Linked DNA regions of Mus musculus: all the other regions are linked to region 1. The links are chromatin contacts, called in public Hi-C and promoter capture Hi-C maps. All regions are on one chromosome and are shown on one strand. The core of a region is the stretch at or near the end of the contact, and the rest is flanking DNA. Distances in the headings are between cores, read along the strand shown.

The links. Promoter capture Hi-C pulls out the DNA fragments that hold promoters and counts their contacts. A called contact is a pair of places that touch in the nucleus more often than the background predicts.
Region 2: a Hi-C map of B cells shows a contact between it and region 1, with 5 read pairs. The contact joins the promoter of Tkt here to the promoter of Wdfy4 in region 1. A contact is called at or near these places in 1 of 39 promoter capture datasets (pre-B cells) and 1 of 484 Hi-C or Micro-C datasets (B cells).
Region 3: a Hi-C map of B cells shows a contact between it and region 1, with 5 read pairs. The contact joins the promoter of Glt8d1 here to the promoter of Wdfy4 in region 1. A contact is called at or near these places in 1 of 39 promoter capture datasets (pre-B cells), 1 of 484 Hi-C or Micro-C datasets (B cells) and 1 of 115 datasets of contacts at active chromatin or transcription factors (large pre-B cells).
Region 4: a promoter capture Hi-C map of pre-B cells shows a contact between it and region 1, with 5 times the contacts expected there. The contact joins the promoter of Pbrm1 here to the promoter of Wdfy4 in region 1. A contact is called at or near these places in 1 of 39 promoter capture datasets (pre-B cells) and 1 of 484 Hi-C or Micro-C datasets (B cells).
Region 5: a contact with region 1 is called in a promoter capture Hi-C map of neutrophils, with 6 times the contacts expected there. The contact joins the promoter of Smim4 here to the promoter of Wdfy4 in region 1. A contact is called at or near these places in 2 of 39 promoter capture datasets (neutrophils and pre-B cells) and 1 of 484 Hi-C or Micro-C datasets (B cells).

What each region holds. Positions count from the first base shown.
Region 1 is chr14:33,183,723-33,186,430 of GRCm38.p6, forward strand. Wdfy4 (WD repeat and FYVE domain containing 4) reads right to left here and starts at 1,344. Exons shown (of 59, transcript NM_001146022.2): 1 at 1,146-1,344.
Region 2 is chr14:30,547,806-30,550,513 of GRCm38.p6, forward strand. It overlaps Tkt (transketolase), which reads left to right and starts at 1,326. Exons shown (of 14, transcript NM_009388.6): 1 at 1,326-1,575. The coding sequence starts at 1,469.
Region 3 is chr14:31,000,116-31,002,823 of GRCm38.p6, forward strand. Glt8d1 (glycosyltransferase 8 domain containing 1) reads left to right here and starts at 1,318. Exons shown (of 10, transcript NM_029626.2): 1 at 1,318-1,882. It overlaps Spcs1 (signal peptidase complex subunit 1 homolog (S. cerevisiae)), which reads right to left and starts at 1,551. Exons shown (of 4, transcript NM_026911.3): 1 at 1,090-1,551; 2 at 729-788; 3 at 563-649; 4 at 1-107. The coding sequence starts at 1,302.
Region 4 is chr14:31,017,747-31,020,454 of GRCm38.p6, forward strand. Pbrm1 (polybromo 1) reads left to right here and starts at 1,392. Exons shown (of 33, transcript NM_001081251.1): 1 at 1,392-1,547. It overlaps Gnl3 (guanine nucleotide binding protein-like 3 (nucleolar)), which reads right to left and starts at 1,385. Exons shown (of 15, transcript NM_153547.6): 1 at 1,183-1,385; 2 at 62-120. The coding sequence starts at 1,195. RefSeq lists an enhancer at 2,095-2,123.
Region 5 is chr14:31,127,545-31,130,252 of GRCm38.p6, forward strand. Smim4 (small integral membrane protein 4) reads right to left here and starts at 1,386. Exons shown (of 2, transcript NM_001308091.1): 1 at 1,089-1,386. The coding sequence starts at 1,239.

The sequences.
Region 1 (2,708 bases), core at 94-2,593:
TGCGCGCGCGCGCGCGCCTAACTTCAGGCTAAGTTCAAAAAAGTATAAAATAAAGCCATATATAGTTTGGGTTACCTTTCCGTTGCTGTGATAAAACACCATGACCAAGACAAGTTACAAAAGAAAGCATTTAATCTGTTGCTTACAGGTTCGGAGGATTAGAATCCATGATGTCAGAGCAAAGGAACAGTGGCAGGAACAGCTGAGAGTCTAAAAATCACATCCAAGAGGCAAAGAGAGAGGCCCTCACTAGAAACAAAGGGAGAGGACTTTTGAAACCTCAAAGCCCGCCCCCAGTAACTCACCCTTTCCAACAAGGCCACACCTCCTAACACTTCCCAAACATTTCCACCAATTAGAGACCAAGTATGAAAATATATGAGCCTAAGGAAAGCACTCCCATTCAAACTACCAGACATGTATTAAACAATTTAGAGATAGTGGAGGAATCAGAAATAAAAACAAGGAAACAATAATCCCAAAGCTGGGACAGAGGGTCATTCAGGCTAAACACCTATACACACAAGATAATAAAATAAGGTTTTTTTAAAATTTAATAAAAAAGAAAACTCTTTTAGGCCCATAGGAGGTCAGACCAGACACCAAGGATGTAAAGACAGGAGAATTTTTCCCACACTTGAGCCCACACCCAACTCTCTGGCTAGTCCCCAGCCCCCAGCACACCCTTCACTGCAAGGTACCACACTGACCTCCAAGCCTTCCTGAAGGCTTTTAAGAGCAATTCTCAGAAACCACAGTGCAGGGCTGGGCTCCTTCAGTGTCCTCTCAGCAGATGTGTGCCCTCCCTGTCCATCCTGCACATTCCTCCAACCCACTTTATGTCACCGCACCGGCATCACAGGCCCCATCTGTAACTTGTCTCTTTACTAGTTCATTGGACGTAAGTGGATAGAAATGGAGACAATTATACTTGAAATATTCCCTAGAAAGACAGTACCCAACGCCCAGTCATCACTTCGGAAAGACTGGGACAAAGGATTAGGTTCTTGAAAGCTGGGTTTTGAAGGAGAAAGGGATCAATCCTCAGTGGCCCAGATGCTGCTGTTAATGAGAAACATTGGAATTCAAAGGCTGCGTGTGATAACGCAGGTGAAGAAATGCCACCTTAAGAGACTTCTACTTACCAGATCCTGGGGCAGGCAAGGGTGGGGCCAGCTAAGGGCAAGACCAGGTCTGCCCAGCTGCCCCGAAGGCCAGGGTGGGTGGTCCACCCTTCACAAGCTACACCAGGGCTATGAGAGGAGCGTCTCAGTCAGTGTCCCGTTCTATACCTTGACAGTGGCACAAGCCAGAGTTAGTTTTCCCCAGCTGTGGCAGACTCCTACCTCTCAGCAGAGTCTAAAGAAGGGACTTAACCCGTGGTCAGAGGGTAAGGAATGATCTAGTGCCTGGTCAGCTCAGCAAAACTCACAAGTGACAAGGGTGCTGAGAGGCACTGACCACAAGGACCTCCTTCACCGCTCACTTCCTGCCAATCGTCCCTCCTCTCTGCCACCCCGCATTCAGACTAAGTACTGATGGTCACACATGTGCTCCACAGTTGGCTTTGCAGGAAGCAGCGGGGCAGTCTACCGCAACAAACAGCCCCCACCTGGCTGATCTCTCTTATCCAAGATCAGAAAGACGTACCTGGAGGGTGGTGGTCAAAGCCTGCGGATGTCACATGGTGTGAGTGCTTCTATCCCCAGCCTCCAATGGCTCAGCTCAGGGGAACAGACCAAGACCTGGCCTCGCATGGCAGCCATCAACAACAGTGTTTCATTATGAATCACTTGTGCTGGGTTTCTCTTCATTTCCTGGAGAAAGCAGAAGTGGGAAGTCAGCAGATGCCTGCCCTTCCCATCCTTCCCTCCAAGGAGCCAATGACAGAGCTGCTTCACCAATGACTGGCAGGACAACATGGGTTTCACAAAAGCTCCCCTGAGACTGTGTGTTTGGTGATCAAGCAGAGCCAGGTGGGACCTAGGAACAGAAGGGAAAGTACAGCCTGGTGCCCATGTCTGAATTCCGCCTCTGCTGCTTACTAGCTGTGTGCCCAGCAGGCTGGGGTCCGTATGGCTCCTCGTCCTAACCCTCAGCCTCCCAGTCCTAATTTCAAATCCCTAGGAACTAAATCTAAATGCCTTCCCTTCTCTAAATGGTAAGGTATGGGAGCAGGTGTGTGGAATACCAATATGGAAGAATGGCTCTTTCTAAGACCCCAGCAGAGTTCTTAATGTCTCCACAGGATGGAGAAGACTAGATTGGAGCAGAAGCTTAGAGAAAATCAGAAACGTCTTTGTAGATAAGCCAGGCACAGGGGGGACTGGGGGAGACAAAGCCAAGGGTTAGGGGTTGCAGGAGTGTGAGGCTCAGAAACACACAAAGGAGAAAGTGGGGTGTTCTCCTGATGAGGTGACTTCATTCGTGCAGGTGATGTTCTGCCCAGATGACCCACAGGACAATGTGGGTCAGTAGGGGAAAGGGCAGGGTCCAGGCACTTATAAGAGCAGAGAGGAATCTCTGATTGGATGTTGCAGCCTTGTGCCTTTACAATATGCACATTCCCATAACTCCAGCTTTTCCTATGGGGAAAGTTTCACACTCGGGCTCAGCAAACAACTCAGGCCCAGTGCAGAAGCCACCCACCAGGGGAGCAGAGAGACTCCTTCCACAGGTGGGCATTGCCATGTGGAAGGGAAACACCC
Region 2 (2,708 bases), core at 76-2,575, 2.6 Mb before region 1:
AGGAGAAGGGAGAAGAAGAGAACAAGGAAGAGGAAGGAGGAGGAGGAGAAGAAGAAGAAGGGGAGGAGGAGGGGGGAGGAGGAGGGAGAAGAAGAGAACAAGGAAGAGGAAGGAGGAGGAGGAGGAGAAGAAGAAGAAGGGAAGGAGGGGGAGGAGGAGGAGGAGGAAGAGGAAGTTAACATCAGTGTCATTGGACAGGTGGAGAAATGAAGAACTGGACTAATAATCACTGCCCTCAGGTCCATGGGGTTGGAAGGCCCAAAGGCTTCTGAGGTTTGTTTGCCTCCTTGACCTGTTGGTGAGCAGAGGACAGAGGTGGCACTTGCCTTGCCAAGGATCTGATAGTGGAACACTCCGAGACCACAACACTCCAGTCCCAGGTCCAGCCCTTGGCAGTCAGGCACTAGGAGGGCCAGCCTCTTTGGGCAGAGCCAGCAGAAGCCAGGGGCTGTAACAAACCACACTGGCAGTCTCACTGGGACACCTGGGAAACAGGCCAGGCAGGGAGCGCTTGGGGGAGGGGTGCTCACTTGCACAGGGCCCATTGTCTCATGACTCTGAGTTTGAGCTCTGTGGAGGACACAGAGAGGACCTGGACCAAAGCTGTACTGGTGCCTTCCTCTGCCTCTGCCCAGCACCCACTCACAGGCTTGCCTTTATATCCTCTCTGTAAATTGCAACAACCTCCGCCTCTGGAAACGGTATTGACCCGAGTGTGTGTCATGGATCCAATGAGACAGATCCAACGAGACTGTGAAGGCAACGCTTTCTGTTACAGCTGCTCAGTCCTCTCAGCTCCACCAGATCTGGTAAGAGCAGTAGGTGCTAACTGTCTCTACAGAGGCAAACCCAGTAATCTCTCTGAATCCACTCTTGTCCGTTGGCTCTAGTAGTCTGAGACCAGCATACTCCTAGTAACTTCTCAGTATTACCGTTTCTGGCAGTGTATATTTATTCTCATGTCTGGGATCTTTTTGGACTGAGGATAATCTGCTGCAGCGCTACCCACCAACCCTGTAATCTCAATCTAACCTTGCCAAGCCTCAACCTTTTCCTTAGAAAAGTGCAATTACTGATTAGTATCTCTCTTCTCAGTCCTACCCAAGTCAGCCGCGGAACTCTGAGCCATGCTTAGAACCAGGAATAGTGGCGAAGTTACTTTGTTGCTACTGTTTGTGTGTGATTAATTCCAACAGGGCACTGTGCTGGGAGAGAGCCCCCAGGCCTGGCGACTTCCGAGAGTCCACTAAATGCGGGGCGTGGCCAGAGGCCACTCGTCGGCCTGGGGTGATTCGGCGCCCCGCCCCACCTCCGCCCCGCCCCCCATGGGCGGGTCCTAAGGAGTCTTAACGCGCCCGCCCGCAGCACCCGTCCTCGGTCACTGCTGGTCGCTTCCTGAGCCGCTGCTGGCTCTGTGTCTCTGTCCTCAGCGTTCTCGTCCTCGTCCTCGTCCTCGTCCTACCACGCCATGGAAGGTTACCATAAGCCAGATCAGCAGAAGCTCCAGGCCCTGAAGGACACAGCCAATCGCCTGCGCATCAGCTCCATCCAGGCCACCACCGCGGCAGGCTCAGGGTGAGCGCGCGCTTCTGGCGGGGCTGGGAGCCGGGTCCCGCGGCCTCCCTGGCTCCGTGTCGCGTAGCACGATGTCGCCACGAGGGCGCGGTCAGATGGCGGAGCCTTCCGCTGCTCCGGAGCGGCCGGGTTCGACCGCGTGGGCCTCAGGTCTCGCGAGCACCTCCAGCCGGCCCGGGCTTCCCGGTTCTCGCTGCGCCCGGGCGCGCCTCCTCGCTCTGCGGCTGCAACCCGGAGGCCACCATGACTGCTGGCGGGAGAAACCTGAGCACGTGTGGGCTCCAGCTCTCCACCAGCATGTTGGTTCCACTGGTTTGCAGATGGGGAAACTGAGATTCCGGCTTTATATCAGTTGTCCAAAGTCACAGTGAGAGCTGGAATTTCAGCCCTTGCAATGTAGGCAGAGAATGTGTGTAGAGCCCACCATTTTGCAGTAGACTGGGGGCCCACCCTTCTCTGCATCTCTAACCACGCTCCCCTCCTCGACACTTCTTGCCTCTCCTGCTATGTGTGGGCTGGGGTCCCGGTGCTGCTGAAGACTCCAGGGTGGGGGCAGGGAGGTGACGATGCAACACCAAGAGAGGCTTAGACCCGAGCAAGGAGGTTGGAGTGCGAGTCTGGGGAGAAGGGAGCTTGTAGAAAGAAGGGGCGAGGCCCACGCGAAATAGGAAGTTCTGGGCTAACGGTGTTTGCACACTGGGTGGTTTCAAGAAATTCTAAGGTCTCCATTGGGCCTGGTATGAGACCTTGAGACAGAGAGATCTGGGCTTCTTGGAATGGTTTGGGGTTCTGGGGAGGGAGATTTTAGGAACCCAGACAAACTGTGAGCTTAGAACAAAGACCAGGATTCTGGATTTTGGCCAGTTCCATACAGAACATATTATTAAAGGAGTGCATTTCTCTTGCCTTTTACCGTGGGTTCCTCCTTACTTAGCCCTTGTGCTTTTAAGACGGGATGTCCTCAGAAGGTTTGAACTGGGAACCCTTTGCCACCCAACTTCCCATGCATACTTTGGACCTGTTATCTGTCTTGGCTTTAGATTGCTGCCTATGATAGAGGGTGCTCCCTGCCCAATTAAGAGACCTGACTTCCTTTTCTCTGGATTTCCTCAGTGTCTGGCAGAGACACTGTC
Region 3 (2,708 bases), core at 68-2,567, 2.2 Mb before region 1:
CTCTTAATTTTTCTGTCCCCTGATTTCTTGTCTTCTGTGCCTAAGTCTTGAACAGGTAACCACTTTAGGGGATGGCGGCGGTAGATAGGCCATGGAGGAAGTGTCAGCTAGATCAGAACAGAGAAAAGGTAGCATTTATTTCCATTCAAGGTCTAAATGATCATTTAGTATGTCTGATCCCCAAATAACCACCATGCTAAAGATTAACAAACTAATGAGACAAAATATGTCAGGGAGTGAGAACAAGCCTTAAGTGTTTACACATACAAGTTTTAAGAACTAAAAGAAATATGAAGGCTGCGTGAGCAAAGCGAAGCCCCTGGCATATTCATTTTACTGCCTAGAGGAGATGCAAAAGACAATTAGAAAGCTCTACACCTTTATGTAGCGCAGGCCATCGGACACAACTTAACATTCTACTTTTCAAATAATAGAGAACAGAAACATTAATGGGAAAGACGAACAAAGAGGTGATTCTGGTTCTCACTGGTAGGTCCAACCAAGTCTCCTGAGTCAGAAAACTTACGCTACTGCTAATACGCAAATACCACAAATAGCTTACCAAACAGGAGAAAGCAAATCCGGCCATAACTATGTAGACAGTCCACCCAAACTGTTCAGCCACGTACCCGTAGATAAACCCAACTATCTGAAAAGAAACAAAGTATATAAAATGCACTCAAACCAAGAGAGGCGGGGTTAAGAATTAAAAGTAATGCAATACTTACTGCAGAAAAAAGAATGATCCCCTGAAACATCTGTTCAGCTAGTTTCTGCCCCTTGTAATCCTAGGGACGAAAAAGAAGAGGACGAGTTGGTCCTACTGCCAAAGGACTGCAATTCTCGTAGGGAACTCAGCGTTGGCATAAGGCAGCATTCAACACCAGGAGGGCCCGAGAGTAAGGAAGCAAACATGTAATTTCCCAGGGAAACTTGGGCATCTTAACAGACCACGGGAAAGGGGATCTATTCTGGGGAAGAGAAGGGAAAGTGAAGCCAATCTTAGGAGTGGCTCCGGTGAGGGTGAGGGGCTTAGAAGTCGCTAGGCTCCAAAGAGAAGTGCGGGGGATCGGGGACGCGCGCCCTCACCATCTGGGTGGGCAGCGAACTCAGGTGTTCCAGCATGGTTGCTGAAGACCGATACCGACAACGAAACGGACGTAGCCGATTATTAAGGAGTAAAGTTTGCGGGGGTCGATATCGAGAGCAAGGCCGACCAGCCGAGCGTTTCACTTCGGCCGTGGCCCCGGAAGCGGATGTCTCCGAGGGGCACGGACAACCCCTGGCCCCGCCCCGCGCCATCGACAAGGGAGGTACGTCTCTTAGCTTTCCTAGAACCCTGTACACTGCTCACGAGGGCTGGGGCAGCGACCTGGCCGGAGCATCGTGCACCGGTCAGCGCTCCTGGCCGCCCGGAGCTGTAATTGCGGCAGGAATCACTTGCGGGCTGCGCCTCCCCAGTTTAACGGCCGCCGGCGCGCTCCACGTCTCCATAGCGACGGCCTTTACTCGGGGAGGACCCGGGCGACGGGGCTGCCCCGTGGCGCCTGCTGCGCCTGGCTTTCTGGCAGAGGGAGGCACAGTCAAACTAGGGGTTGTGGCCCTACGTGGCTGCTGCAGAGCTCGCCGGCCAGTGGGCCACGGCCAGAGAGCAGCGGACGCGGACGGCCCGGCGGTGGGCCGGGGCCTGGGGCCTGCGGAGCGAGCGCTGAGCTGGCGGGGCGGGCTGGGGCGTGGGCGGCGGCCACTCCTCCCAGCGCAGGTAAGGGCGACTGCGCCCAGCCTCGGAAGGCGACGATTCGTCTGACGCGGCTCTAACCTGACCTGTCAGTGCGTGGCGGGATCCCCGGAGCGCCTCACCACGTCCCCATCACTCCTAAGCGTAAGGAGGCTACTAATGATCTCTAGAGTTAGGGAAGATAACGAAGCCACATTCTCCAGGGAAAGGAGACTGCCTCGGAGAAGAGCTGCGAGGCCCAAGTCGCCCCACATCTCGTGGATTGAGCTTCCGTGCCCCTATGTAGAGGGTCCCAAATTCGGCCTAACTTTTTGGTTGCCGGTTTCCATGGCTCATTCCCAGGCCAGTCCCTCTTGGTAAAGACCAGCCAAGGGCCGGGCGTGGTGGCGCACGCCTTTAATCCCAGCACTCGGGAGGCAGAGGCAGGTGGATTTCTGAGTTCGAGGCCAGCCTGGTCTACAAAGTGAGCTCCAGGACAGCCAGGGCTATACAGAGAAAACCCGTCTCGAAAAACCAAAAAAAAAAAAAAAAAAAGACCAGCCAAGGGGTTCCCTTAACCCTGTCTTTCAAGGGTTGTGTATTTCAAAGCGTGAGCCCTTCCCTCATGACTGAGCTAGATGGGGTGCCGAATTCAGACAGACCATTCTGGGGATCCCATCCTCTGGGGCCCGCTGCCTCTGTGGACTCTGCTGTGCATGCAGTCAGGCACAGATGGCGAGATGCTAGACACTCTAGACTGGGAGGTGAGTAGCCGATGCCAGCATCTACACATCCATGGAGCTACCAACCCATTAGTTAGTTAGTTAATTTTGATTAGCACAGTTGTGACTTAGAACTTGGAAACTTGGAGTGTGTCAAGGAAGATGTCCACATCACTCCAGTAATGTGACTATTGAATTAGCTGCGGGGGGAAAGCACCTATGTGATAGAGCTCTGGAAAGTGTAACCTGGGCTTTGGGGACGTTTCCTG
Region 4 (2,708 bases), core at 142-2,641, 2.2 Mb before region 1:
CACAGAGATGAAGAAAGCCATGTTAGCACCCCACTTGCTATGGGCCTCACAGAACACTTACCTTTTTTTGAATTTTATATCGCTTATGGCAGGTCATACGTTTACTCGCTTTCTTTAACTCTGCCAAAACAAAGAAAGAGAAAGACTGCACACATGAGCAGTGAGTGTTTTAAATTTCTCACATCACCTATATGGATGTTTTGCCCTCTCTTGTCAGCAGACCAACCACGTGCATGTAGTGTTCTTGCAAAGGAAGCCACAAGAGGGCTTCATCACTTGTCCTTCTACAGACAGCATGGAGCTGCCACGTGGGCTGGGACAACCCTGGGTCTTCACTCCATACCCAAAATGTTTCATTTACTTATTTTGTGTGTAGGTCTGAAAGCAATTTCCAGGAGTCAGTTCTACCTATCATATGAGTTTGAACTCTTGACAGTAAGGCTTAGTGGCAAGTGTTTATAGCCATATTCCTGGCCCTCAAGAGATTGTTTTATCAGGCCATGGGGGCCTACAACAATAAGGCTATCCCGGGCAACATAGATCTTGCCTCAACCGTCCCTGCAAAGTTATGCAGGGTATTTAATGGAAATCACACCACAACGCCAGTCAATTCGACTCGGTGGACCCACAATGGAAGCAGCTTCTAGAGGAAAGCACTACAAATATCAAGGTTTCTTTCTTTATTTTTATTTTTTCGAGACAGGGTTTCTCTGTGTAGCCCTGGCTGTCCTGGTAGACCAGGCTGGCCTCGATCTCAGAAATTCGCCTGCCTCTGCCTCCCAAGTGCTGGGATTAAAGGCGTGCGCCAACACGGCCAGGCTCTTTTTTTAATTTTTAAGCCATGGTTTCAGTATACAGCCCAGGCTGGCTGCAAACTTTCTATCTTACTGCGTCATCCTTCGTGTACATGATTAGGGCGCGTGCCACCAAGGCCGAAAGACCATGGTTCTGAATAGTTCTAGGAAAACGGCAGGCTCGAAAAGAGGCTCAAACACGTTAATCACAGAAATCTGGCTCGGTTTTCCTCTCAAGGGCTTAGCTCTCCTGCTATACAACAGGCCAAATTTGGGTCTGGGCCTTCTAAGCATCAGATCTACGCGGAACTCATCAATGGCCTATGGAGAGTCCTCTCCCTCCAGCCACAAAGCACCACCCGCGCGTTTCGCTCCCGACCCCACTCACTAGGCCTCTTCATCCTGGCCGCGGACGCTTCAGGAGCAGAGGAGGTCTCGGGATCACCACGACTTCTCGGGCGCCACGTGCGAACTGGAACTGCGGTTCAACGTCACGCGCTCCAGGACCTGCCGGAAAGTGTGTCGGGGCCGGGCCGAGTGCGCGCGCACACACATACACTGTCGCGCCGAGCCGGGCTCGCCTGGCGGCCACAGGTTGGATTTACGGCAGCACTGGGAGGGGTGAGGGCGGTGAGGGCGGCGGGTGCCGGAGAGACGGCCGCGGCCAGAGGAGCGCTAGCAGCCGTGGCGGCCACGGGGCGGGGCTCGGCGGTCGGGGACCGCAGCCGGGGCTGCAGGCGGCGGAGCGGCGGGGTAAGGCCGGGCCCGGGGCGGGCGGGGCCGCCCCTCCTCGGCCGGCTGCCGGGCCTTTGTGTCGGCCCGGGCGGGCGGGCGGGCGGGCGGGAGTCGCGGCGGAGGCCCCGCCCCGTGGTGCGGACGCGCTGGTCGGGCAGGGCGCGGGGCGGGGCGCGGCACGGCACGGCGGCGGGGCCTCGGGACAGGGCCCAGCAGCCCGGCCGCACCTGCCGCCGGGACAAAGGCAGAGCAGGGCCCGGAAACTCCCTTCGCTGCTCTTTCCCGCCCGTCGCGGGCCGCCTTCAAAGCTGTCAACGTTTCCTTTAGCCCCAGAACCAGTGACAGGTCGGGCGAACTCTTCTTTTCCTCCGCCTCTCAAGGCCTCTTTTTTTTTTTTTTTTTTTTTTTTTTTTTTTTTTTTTTTTTGGTTTCTTGTGCGTTCGGCAAAAAACTCCCTATTGAGTTTTTGTTTTTGTTTTTTTCTTTCCCAATGATCGCCCAAACGGAATATTTTTTTGTTTTTGTCAGAGAGACTTACTTATTTACAGGCTAGGTACTTAAGCTTCTCATTTGTACCGTCACGACGAGTTGAGTTTTTGTAAACTGTATTTTCTGGTTTTAAAAGTATTTTCCGTTTCAAAATTTTGTTTTCTGAAGAAGTGAGTCTTATTTTAAGAAAATTTGATATCAAAGGGGGGACAAAAATATAAAATTCCTGGAAAACAAATGACAAATACACAATAGACCGGATGTAGGAATTCGAGGACTAACTATAGAAGCGTATGGTGGAATATGCTATCTTAATCCAAACTTTTCAAAACTTACTGTAGGAGCCAGGCACAGTAGAAAACACCTGTTCTAGCTCTTGAGTTGGGAGTATCGCAAGTTCCAGTGTACTTGGGTTACATAGTGAGACCTGCCATTAAAACAAAAAAGTGGTTATACGTTTCTTTCTTAACCCATTTGGTAGTAGGCTTTTCCCCCCAAAGTAATTCAGAAGCATATTGGATTCCAGATGTTGAGGAACATAGCTTTTGCTTTAGTAGTTTTTAAGATCCAAAATGAAAGATTGGAAAGTATCCTCGTTTATCTTTGAAGTGGCCTTACTTTGCTGCTAGATTTACCTCAGACTTCTGGATCACCCGCCTCAGTCTCCTGAATGCTGGGTTTACAGGCGTG
Region 5 (2,708 bases), core at 136-2,635, 2.1 Mb before region 1:
TTCTCATAGTTATTAAACATTAAGTGGAGGCCCATGCCTGTAAACCCAGAGGATGACTCTAAGTTTTGAAGATTCAAGGCCAGCATAGTCGGGCTCCGCGTCAAAGTATAGAAAGAGTAATCAGGGGCTGGAGAGATGGCTCAGTGGTTAGGAGCACTGACTGCTCTTCCAGAGGTCCTGAGTTCAATTCCCAGCAACCACATGGTGGTTCACAACCATCTGTAATGGGATCCAATGCTCTCTTCTGGTGTGTCTGAAGACAGCTACAGCGTACTCAAAATAAATCTTAGAAAGAAAGAAAGAAAGAAAGAAAGAAAGAAAGAAAGAAAGAAAGAAAGAAAGAAAGAAAGGAAGGAAGGAAGGAAGGAAGGAAGGAAGGAAGGAAGGAAGGAAGGAAGGAAGGAAGGAAGGAAGGAAGGAAGGAAGGAAGGAAGGAAGAAAGAAAGAAAGAAAGAAAGAAAGAAAGAAAGAAAGAAAGAAAGAAATGAATGGAGGTTTTGAAAGAACAACCTAAAATTCTCAAATGGTAAGTTACATGAGAGGCAGACAAAGGGCCCAAAGGTTGGGAGAAAGCCTGAAAGGAACTGGCAGTTCCAGAGGCCGTTCTCAGAAATGCCAGACATTCTTTTCACAGTTCTAGGTCAAAGACATAACCTAAGGAGAGCGAGTGACCAGTAGTAATTAGCTAGGACAGCCGGGATAACTTCCTCAGGAGTTTGGGCTAAAGCTCTCAAAGGGCAAGGGCCTTAACCTGAATTTCTGAGCTATATCTCTGAATTTCCCTCAGGACTGGTTCCTCTTCCACATGCGATTAATCCTGTTCCTTAGGCCCAAAGTCACCAGCAGGGCCAAGGACAGGCTACAAAGACCTGCACGGCCTGACTAGAGGCACGTGCCCTCTTCAAATGCCGGAAGAGGAGGAGGGCTGGATGCCAATGTGAACAAAATACAAGAGCCCTAAGGGCCTCCTGCCTCGCTGCACGAGAACTGTCAAAACACTGTTCCTAACGCCCAAAGTGAAAGGAACTCTGCAACTGAATGGATCGCATACCCACGGGAGAAACGGAGGCTGCTGCACCCTCACTTACAGAAGGTCTCCTGGCCCACGCGCACTTTAATCATGATCCACTCCATCGCACCTCCCAGGACAAAAAAGAAGGGCAGGAATCTGTAGATGCCGAATCGCTGCTTGCCGGGCACTCGCTGAAGAGCTCGCCTCACCTGGGCCCTGGAGAACATGACCGAGGCCTCCCAGTGGGGTAGGGACGGAACCAGGCAGACTGGTGTTCCCGGAGGCAGTACAAATAACCCTGCGGACCCCTGCGTGTCCGCGGAGTCCCGTGGACTGAGCACCAAGACTCGACTGCAGCGCCACAGCCCGGCCGCAAGAGTTAGGTCGCGGAAGTTAGGACAGACCCAAAGCCTGGTCGGCTCCGCCAATCAGAATGTGGCGGGACTCTCAGACTCTCCAATCAGAGTGCTGTTTGAGCGCGCGTGCTCTGTGAGGCTGAGTCGGTCTGAAGAAGCCTGCGCACGCGCCTAGATTCTGGAGACGGAGAACCTTCGGGGGGCGGGGTCTCCAACGTGGCGTGGCGGCCCCGCCCTCGACCTGCTCTCACTGCTGAGGCTCAGAGTTTACTGCCGCGCCCCCTACTCTGCCATCGCCATCTTTTTTTGTAATACCCTGACCGAGGTGTCGACCCTTTGTGAATGAAATCAGCTAAAATGCAGTTTCGTGACACTCCTTCCTTTTATTTCTGGATGTGACTGGTTTGACTTGGATTCTAATACAAACATAACTCGATATGCATTTTCGAAAGCTGAATTTTATCGTCGCAGCAAAAAGTACAACTGTCTATAACAAACATGCTAAAATAATATAAACCTATGATAAGTGGGAAATTACCGTTATTCTGGTAACTTGTAGTGTTTTTAAGCATCACAACCAATAGTTACAGAAGAGGATCAAGGTAAAGAGTGACTTCGCTGTCAAACCACAACCCTATCGGCACCCTTGTAAGATGAGCCTTTCTATGATGCTGTGAGAATTGACAATCTAAAAGAATTAAATGGCCTGGCAGTGGTGGCATATGTCTTTAATCCCAGCACTTGGAAGGCAGAGGCAGGCGTATCTCTTGAGTTCGAGGCCAGCCTGGTCTACAGAGTGAGTTCCAGGACAGCCAGGGCTACACAGAGAAACCCTGTATCAAAAAAAAAAAAAAAAAAAACAGAATTAAATGACAGATTGCAGCGAGGAGGCCTGGTGGGCCCATGCCAAGGTATGCCCCTGAGAAATTATGCTGTGCAACAAATCTGGTATGAAAGGAGTTTATTGGGGAAGGAATAGAGGCAGTGAGGGAACCATGAAGGCAGAGAAAGAGGGGGGGGGGTCATAAACAGCTGACTAAGCGCAGCCTGCCTGGAGGTACCTACTGGAGAAGCCACACACAGTGAACGCCTGGCACTTGGTGCCATTTCTCTTGGATCTGAGGACTGAAACTTGTAAAGTGTCATCCACTTGGAAGGAATCCACATGTGGCCAGGTCTTCACAGCCCACCTAGGTCAATGGACCTACAAGGGTCCACCCATAAGCCCACCCTTCGGCATCCATGACTACCCAGACCAGAATCTGATACACCCGATCCTCAGCATAGGTACAGGCAAACTACAAACGTACACATTACACACAACCTTAAACCCAACAGCC